2 separate regions of the Mus musculus genome follow, and region 2 is linked to region 1. The links are chromatin contacts, called in public promoter capture Hi-C maps. All regions are on one chromosome and are shown on one strand. The core of a region is the stretch at or near the end of the contact, and the rest is flanking DNA. Distances in the headings are between cores, read along the strand shown. Region 1 holds the start of Rims4 (regulating synaptic membrane exocytosis 4). Region 2 overlaps Ywhab (tyrosine 3-monooxygenase/tryptophan 5-monooxygenase activation protein, beta polypeptide).

Region 1 (4,237 bases), core at 1,264-3,763:
AGGTCTCTTACAAGTGAAACCTAAGAACTGGAAAAAGCTTGCTTAGAAGGGGGAATTAGACTGAGGGTTAGAAATTCTGTTAATAGCATCAATGAAGTTGTCTTTGACTCAACTGAAACCTAAAGCAGGTCCGGCAATAAGAGCCAAGGTGTCCGGCCCACAATGAGCGCAGCATGACTTCGGAGAAAAAGCCTGTCTCAGTTGCTCCTACACACCTGTGTTCCTTGCCCTCCCACCCAGCTGGTCTCTTGAGACACAAGTAAGTGGCCGGAGGAACTTTGGGAGAGGGCCCTGCCGGCTCTATCTTCACAGATGCTCCAAGACTCCCCCTACCCTAGCTCCCATCCCTACAGCCAGCCTGATCTCCTCTCTCTGAGTTGGCTGCAGTAGAGGCCACTGCATCAGGGACCCCGCCCCGATTCCACCTCACCTGGTCTTGCTTAGAATATGGATAACTCCTCAGCTCTATGACTGGGAAGCTGAGCTCCCGAGCCTCAGGTATTTGGTCTGTGAGATGGTGAAACCATAGGCTGCATGGGTAACAACCATCTTAACTCCCAACTCCTACCTCCAGGTCAGGAGAAAAATTCCGTCAGGTGCTGGCCCTGACTGTTACCATTCCCTCACCGCCTGGCTCTGGGGGACTTTCTTCTTCCTATCTGTCTTCCTGTAAGTGACAGCCCATCACCCACCACTCCATCCCATAACAGAACCAAGACAGAAAATGCCAGCAGGCAGGGAGTAGAAACCTGAACTCTTGAATTCCCTAAACTGTAACATTTTGGGGTAGTGCATACATGATTTTTTTTCCTCTTAAGAGTTAATCTGTATTTTAATCAGTATTGAACCCACTTGTTCCTACACACACACAACACACACACACACACACACACACACACACACACTCCTCTTTCCCGCCCGCCACTTCTTCATTGACTTCAAATATTCCCAAATTATCAGTTCAAAAACCATTTCATTCCACCCTCCCACCACACAGCATCAGAGGCAGTGTTATCTGCACTTCCTGATGAAGAAACTGAGGCTCAGGTTGGCATGATTTGCCCAAGGTCACAGCTTATTCGGAGGGAATAAAGACTGGAATCGGACTCTAACTCCCAATCTTGGCACTCTTTGGGGGAACTCTCACCCAAACCTTCTAGGTACCCCCACCTGTTGTTGGATTTTCTTCTTTACCCCAAACCAAACTCACTGCTCTCTGTACCCTCTGCCTGGTCCCAGTATCCACGAGCTGGTTTCCTCTCTACCCCTGGACTGTGGCTACCAGTTTTTTTGTGGTGTGTGTGTGTGTGTGTGTGTGTGTGTGTCCAGGCCTAGAAGCAGGTTCGAGTTGCAGGTCCACAGCTGGGTTCAGCCCACCCAGAAAGGCCACTCCAGGGACAAGAACACCTGAAGTCAGGGGCACACACTGAAGGGTAGCACTGCTGTAGTTAGCACTTACACTGCCTTGCACCTCCTTGGGGAGGAAAGACCAGCAGACCCCGGACCAGTTATGTGCGGCTCCCCAGAATCTGACAAGAGTCTGGAGCCCCAGCCTGTGGGGGAAGGGAATGGAGAAACAAATCGGGACACTCAAGGCTTTGGCCTTTGAACAAGGGGGTCTTGGGCAGGGAGCCTCTGGATGCAGCTAAGACAAAGACCTCGGAGAGGTCAGGTCTATGCGCCGCTTCCAACGACCAGGGGTACGTCGGAAGACCAGGGGTGAAGCGGCCTAAAACCCGAAATCTGACTAGGGGGCATATACCAGACTTGGGTAGTGGCAAATCCTGTTGAGAAACAAGTCAGGGAGGGGGTCGCGGGGGAATCCTGCAGGTGCATATAAATAGGGAGACTTGGGTCCAGGCGACCCAAGGGCCCACTTGCGCAAGAAGGACGAGTGCAGATGCTCAAGGGGTCCCTGGGGCGCAGGAGGGGGGACAGGACCAGAGCTCCTCCTAGACTCCTGGGGTCTTGAGGGAGTGGGAGGGGCCCCTGGGTATCTATCCGAGTGGGACCGAGAGTGCAGCGGAGACAGTGGCCGCCTCTCTCGGGCGCTCCGGGTCCCCGAGGGTCCCTGGCTTCTGGACCGGGAGACAACCCCCCGGGGTGGGTGGACCGCAGCGCGCTCACCTGCGTCCTCATCATCGAAGGAGTTCATGCACGGGAAGTAGATGGCGAGCGCCTCGAAGGAGGCGGACAGGCTGAGGCGGCTCTGCGAGCGCTCCATGCCCGCGCCCGCGCCAGGAGCCTCGGCCGCGGCGGCGGCGGGCGGCTTGGGCAGCTTGGCCGCCCCATTCTTGACGCGGAGTACGGCGCGCGGCGTGGTGGCGGCGGCCCGGGGCTCCGCGGGCAGGCGGCGGGGCTGGTGGCCGGGCGCAGAGGGCCGGACACTGGCGGCGCGTGGAGCCCGAGACGCGAGGTGCTCGCGGCGGTGGCGGCGGCGGTGGCGGAGGCAGTGGCGGTGGCGGCGGTGGTGGCGGTGGTGGTGGTGGTGGCGGCGGCGGCGCAGCGCGCTCTGGCCCGCGGCGTCCCCAGCCTGCTTGCCGCGCGGGGCGGGCCGCAGCCGAGCTCCGCAGCCAATCGCCGAGGCCCGGGGGAGGGGGCGCCGCGGGCGGGGCTTGGGAGCCGCGAGGGTGCGGGCTGCGCCGCCACCGCTGCCGCCGCTGCCAACCGGGCAGGTGCACGAGCCCGCCGCAAGGCTGTCTGCGCCCGGCTGCTGCGGCTGAACCTCCGGTGCCCGCTCTGACCCGTGACTGTGAGTCCTCAGACTCACTCCAGAGGCAGGTGTCCAGTAACCCCGATTCATGCAGGCCTCACCCAGATACCCTGAGGCTCCCAGAGGGACACAGTCCAAGAAATCCAAGAAACCTGCATTCACCCACAAGCACCCACAAGGATGTATTCGCTCGGCAAGAGAGATCTCGGACTCCCTCACACTCGGGGACAGAGGGACACCTGGACAAACACCTTCACGGATACCTGAACAGACAGACACTCTATAGACACACAGTGACTCTTTCTGACATAGGAGCAGATATACCCACTGGCAACTTCAGAGGGTACACAGAGACCTGCAGAGTCACAGGGAGCAACAGGCGGGCAGGACATGTCCTCCCACATATTGGAGACCCTCAGACCCCACAAACCCCACAGAAGTTTGGACAGACACACACCTTTTCGTGCACCCACACTTGCTTGCAGACATATCCTGGGAGTCTCTCACAGAGAGGGAACATTAGCACCCCTCCTCCTGTAGTGATCTGTCCCCAAAACTGGGACAGTCACCCTCAGAACACTCATACCTATAGACACAGCCGTACAGACTGAGTCACTCACAGGGATGGATTCATTCTGGTGCACAGACACCCTCAGACTCAAGATCCTGAGACATTGCTGCAGGCTTACACTGGCACACACTCTCAGACACATCCTGATGCCCATGGTCCCCCGATTCACACCCATAGGGACAGATTATCAGAGCCTGGGTATAAAGAGATACACTCAATTGCAAACCTCCTCTGCCCTCCAAACCTGAATGACCAGAGGTCCACTCTACCAGCAGAAGCAGCAATCCTTTCTAATTGCTCTCCCCCTCCCGTGAAGCAGCCCTCTGAAATGGCCTCAGGAAAGGACTGCTCAGTCCCTCCTTTCCGAGGGACCTAGAGGGAGCCCCTCCATCTCACTAACCTACTTCTTCATCGGAGCGATGACAGCAGGAACCCTCTGTTTTGGATGGTTGTGAGTATTTATTTTCTGTTCATTCATAGCCAACCAAGAGGCTTAAAAGCAACAGACCTTTATTAGTGTGCAATCTGTCTAGATTGTAAGTCTGTGCAGCTGAGCTGGGTTCTCTGCTTAGAATGTTACAAAGTATTAGCGAGGGGTGGCTTGTCACTGCCGGCTTTGGAGAAGAGTCGGATTCCATGATGATTCAGGTGCCAGCAAGATTCAGTTCCTTGCAAATGTAGGACTGAAGTCCGTGTGTGCTGGCATCTCAACATCTGCAAATGGTCCTGGGCCCGTACACATGGGCTCTCCATCTTCAACGCTACCACAGGACTGACAGGCCTTTCTCATCCTCCCCTCTCTCTAACTCCCTGCTGGGTTGTCCCCCAAAGGGTACCCCCTCCTTTATCCTTTATGTCGTCTTGTAACTTGATCACGGCGGTGATGTCTTTCCCTAGTTCCACACAGTCAAAGGGAATTATGTAAGGGTAGACTAGGTCCTTGGACCAATTCT
Region 2 (4,237 bases), core at 1,261-3,760, 90 kb after region 1:
CCAGTGGGAGTGAAAGATCTTGAGTGGCCAGAACAACCAAAGTGTTACAACTCTCTGAGGGGAAGCTGGAGCTAGGCAGGCTCAGGCTGCCGGGCCACCTCTGCAGCCACTGCTGCCCTGGAGTTAGTGGCAAGCGGGGAAACACAGCTAGCAGCCATGAGCCAAACAGGACTGAACAGGAAGTGGCTGTGGGCAAGCACATGCACTGAGCTATTTGAGCTGGGTCAAGGTTCAGCGACAAAAGCTTGAGGAGAGAAAACTCTGCCTAGGAGTGTTACAGCTCGCTAAGACAGGCACTCTCAGGCGGTTCATGCAAGAGTGTTACAGCTCGCTAAGACAGGCACTCTCAGGCGGTTCGTGCAAGAGTGTTACAGCTCGCTAAGACAGGCACTCTCAGGCGGTTCATGCAAGAGTGTTACAGCTCGCTAAGACAGGCACTCTCAGGCGGTTCATGCAAGAGTGTTACAGCTCGCTAAGACAGGCACTCTCAGGCGGTTCATGCAAGAGTGTTACAGCTCGCTAAGACAGGCACTCTCAGGCGGTTCATGCAAGAGTGTTACAGCTCGCTAAGACAGGCGCTCTCAGGCGGTTCATGCAAGAGTGTTACAGCTCGCTAAGACAGGCACTCTCAGGCGGTTCATGCAAGAGTGTTACAGCTCGCTAAGACAGGCGCTCTCAGGTGGTTCATGCAAGAGTGTTACAGCTCGCTAAGACAGGCACTCTCAGGCGGTTCGTGCCCTCTATTCCCTATGGAGAGGACATCTGGGGTTGGGTGGGATCTAGGGGCAGATGTTTTCTATTGGCTTGGTATGAAATGTTAGGGATGCCTCATCTGCATGTGGAAGGACTTCAGGTATTGTCCCTAAGTGACTGATTTTCACAGTCCTTTCACTGGGGTGTTGAGGTCATGTGTTCCAGGACAGGCACCTGGCTGGGAGTAGGTTTAAATGCCTACCGTCCTCAATTATGAGAATTGCTGGAGGTTCCTGAATCTGCTCTACCTTACCATTTTTTCTGTCTGGTCCACTGTCCCACAGATGGATGGATGGGTGGATACCAGATAGATTAACTGATTGATTGATTTTATGACTGTGTTTTTTAATGCCCTGTTCCTGGTGGTCACAGCTACTCTGCTGAGGGAGATGCTGTTGTCTGCATTTGTGAACTGAAAATCTTTAGTTTAATGGGATCTTTTCTGTGTGGTGGCAGATTGTGCTTTGACACATGGTGCTGTTGCCTTTCTGTGTTCTTTGTTCTCCCAGTCGTGCCTGTTCAGAAACTTAACAGATGCATATTTGAGCAGTTTGTGGCATTATGTCTGAATCCTTCCTTTGAGAGTAATGTGTGGGAAACTAAGTGGTAGAGCTTTCTCCACTACCATAGACCAGCGTAAAGAAGCCCTAGACTTAGGGTGCAGGTTTGTGTGGATTCAGAGTCCTGGATTGCAGATAGCTCTAGGCAGGTGGATACAGTTTACATAGGCATGAAGTGAAATATCCAGGAGAATATTGTAGATGAAGAGACCTGCATGTTTGAGTGAGGTATGAACAGGGCATGTGGGAATGTGTACCTAAGAACCTCACAGGCTGAAGGACTTTGAAAGCAACCCAGTAGGGTTTCTTAAGTGATACGCTAGTCCAAGGGGACCCTTGAGGTTATTGGGTATGGCTAACGTGGCAGTGAGTCTGTGGGGTACGGGAGTCTGTGGGGTCTGAGGAGTAGGAGCTTAGGATTCTTGAGGAAGGAGAAAATACTGCCAAGTTTGGAGGGTAGGGCCCGGATCTGTTTTACCATCTCATTTAGGAGCTCTTTGTGCATACCAGGCAATGTGCAGGAGACTGGGAGAGACTGGAAATAGAATACAAAATTTGGTTGATTCATTATAACCTTAGAAACAGAACAAAACAAAGTCCAGGGCTGTTACACAATGCTAGAGTGTAATATACATGAGGCTCTGAGTTCGAAGCCAGCCTGGATTACAGACTGAGTTCCAGGACAGCCGTGGCTATACAGAGAACCCTGTATAGAGAAAAAGAAGAAGAAGAAGAAAAAGAAAGATACCACAACCAAAGGCAAGCTAAATGAACAGTTTTAAATATCCGAAATATTGTGGTTTCAAAAGGTGGCACTAGTCACATTTTCTAGTGAATAGCCACATGTAGCTGGTGGCTGTGGTGTAGGGATCATGTGAGGAAGAGCTATTGCCTAGTGAGTGAGTCAAGACAGAAAGTGGATTTGTATGCAGACAGCCATTTTTACAGCAGCACGTGTGAGAGGGTTTGGTGTTTGTTGCTGTTCTCATGATCTAGGAAGACGCCATGGAAACAATCAGAGGATGGTTTTGATAGTTGAGACGTGAGGTAGCTCAAGATGGTGACCTGAAGTGCAGGTTGGGTGTTAGGTAGGCGAAGAAAGAGGGACTGTTTCATTTTTCCTTGTCTGTGCCTTCCTCCAAACTAGTAGATGTTGTGTAACCCATTTCCTGTTGAAATTGGCCCGGCTGCTCCAAATCCATGCTATGTAAGTCTTGAGTTATGTAAGTAAGCATCAGGGCCTTTAGTTAGTGTTTTCTTGTGTGTGTGTGTGTGTGTGTGTGTGTGTGTGTGTGTGTGTCTGCGCACAATTGAAAGTTTTAGAAAATACCCGTTTTCTTTTTAAAGACATACATTTATGTCTGCAGTAACATGATGGTTTTTAATCTTCAAGAACTCTGACAGTGTCAAAGAATCTTAAAATAGTTATTTTGGATTTGTTTATTTATTTTGATTTTTTTGAGACAGGGTTTCTCTGTGTAGCTCTGGCTGACCTGGAGCTTACTCTAGACCAGGCTGGCCTTGGAACTCACAGAGATCCACCTGCCTCTGCCTCCCAAGTGCTGGGATGGATTTATTTCTTTTTATGTATATAGGGGTGTGTGTGTGTGTGTGTGTGTGTGTGTGTATGTATGCATGCATGTGTATGATTATGTGTATGCATGCGTGTGAGTGAGTGTGTGTGTACGTGTGTGTACGCGCGAACGTGTATGCTTGTTGCTCACAGAAGCCAAAAGAGGGCATTGCATCATTGAAGCTAGAATTCTGGGTGGTTGTAAGCTGCTACAAGCATGAAGGGATTTGAACCCAAGTCCTCTTGAAAGAGCAGCTCTTCCCTGCTGAGTCAACTCTCCAGCCCCTGGCACTTCTCTTTGATGCTGCATGTCTAGTGTGGCATAGTCCCTCAGGAACTTGTTCTGTAGAAAGTCACCATTGGTGGGCTGCGCATAAGAATGCATGGACTTGTAGGTGACAGCTCTAAGAGAAAGGCCTAGGGTTTTCACTGGTTTTTGCCTGGGAGAACTGTCATTTCTGCTGACATTTCTTCTAGCCAGAATGCTTGCTGTTTGACTCTTAGCTGCTGTGGGATGCTGTGAAGTAGACAGTGAGAAGGGTCTTCTGTATTGGCAGGGTGTAGAGCTAAGGTTACTTTAAAAAAGAAAAAGCATCATGTATGTATTGTTATGTGTACTGTATTATATGTCCACACATTTATCTGTGTACCACATACACTCTGCAGCCAGAAGTGGGGTGAAAGTGGTCAGACCCCCTGGAACCAGCGCTATGAACTGCCCTGTAGGTTTTTGGAATTAAATGCAGGTCCTTTGGATTAGCGGGCAGCATAAACTTCAAAAAAAGTTATTAGGTGGCTGTCAACATGGCTTAGCAAGAAAAGGAGATTGGAGCCAAACTTGATGACCCAAGTTCAATCCCTGGAACCCACGTGGTGCAGGGAGAGAGCCAGCTCCCACAGTTATCCTCCTTTCCCCACACGTGTCCATGCATGCACTCTCCCATGGGCGTGTACACACAAATGAATGTTTAAAATACACAGAAAGTGTTTTAAAAGCACTTTCTGTGTATTGGGGAGGGGGATAGGATAGTGGAACAAAGAAGCTCTAGAAGAAGCAGGCAAGTTTAAAGGCCTTGTATTAAATAATAAAGCGTGAAAACTTCTATATAACGTTTAAAGCTGTAGGCCTTTTGCTGAGGCAGTCTCCAGCAGCCCATCTAACTTAGCCTGACTTCCAGCCTGCCCCAGCCAGGTGACTAGCGGTTTACCTCTCTGCTCTGCTCTGCTCTGCTCTGTCAGTGTCCTTTCCCTGCTGCCTTCAGCTCCTTCAGCCTGTCTCCCCTGCGGCACTCTCTCTGCCCAGAAGGTCCACCCTTGTACTTCCTGCCCCAGTGGTGAGACAACTCCAGAT

Evidence for each region. Promoter capture Hi-C pulls out the DNA fragments that hold promoters and counts their contacts.
Region 2: a contact with region 1 is called in a promoter capture Hi-C map of 3T3-L1-derived adipocytes, with 3 times the contacts expected there. The contact joins the enhancer-like site here to the promoter of Rims4 in region 1. A contact is called at or near these places in 20 of 39 promoter capture datasets (the 3T3-L1 cell line, 3T3-L1-derived adipocytes, the HPC-7 cell line and 13 more), 1 of 484 Hi-C or Micro-C datasets (forebrain) and 1 of 9 other capture datasets (adipose tissue).

What each region holds. Positions count from the first base shown.
Region 1 is chr2:163,916,460-163,920,696 of GRCm38.p6, forward strand. It overlaps Rims4 (regulating synaptic membrane exocytosis 4), which reads right to left and starts at 2,514. Exons shown (of 6, transcript NM_183023.2): 1 at 2,128-2,514. The coding sequence starts at 2,224. It overlaps Gm35886 (a long non-coding RNA gene), which reads left to right and starts at 2,608. Exons shown (of 3, transcript XR_375201.3): 1 at 2,608-3,735.
Region 2 is chr2:164,006,946-164,011,182 of GRCm38.p6, forward strand. The region is part of intron 1 of Ywhab (tyrosine 3-monooxygenase/tryptophan 5-monooxygenase activation protein, beta polypeptide); the gene reads left to right. Among named protein-coding and RNA genes, the nearest start is that of Ywhab, 14 kb to the left of the region's middle. Within about 2 kb of position 2,511, at least 68 of the 459 cell types and tissues checked have an H3K27ac peak or open chromatin away from gene starts, as enhancers often do. A contact at or near this core is called in 3T3-L1-derived adipocytes, adipose tissue, forebrain and 2 more, where this site is marked.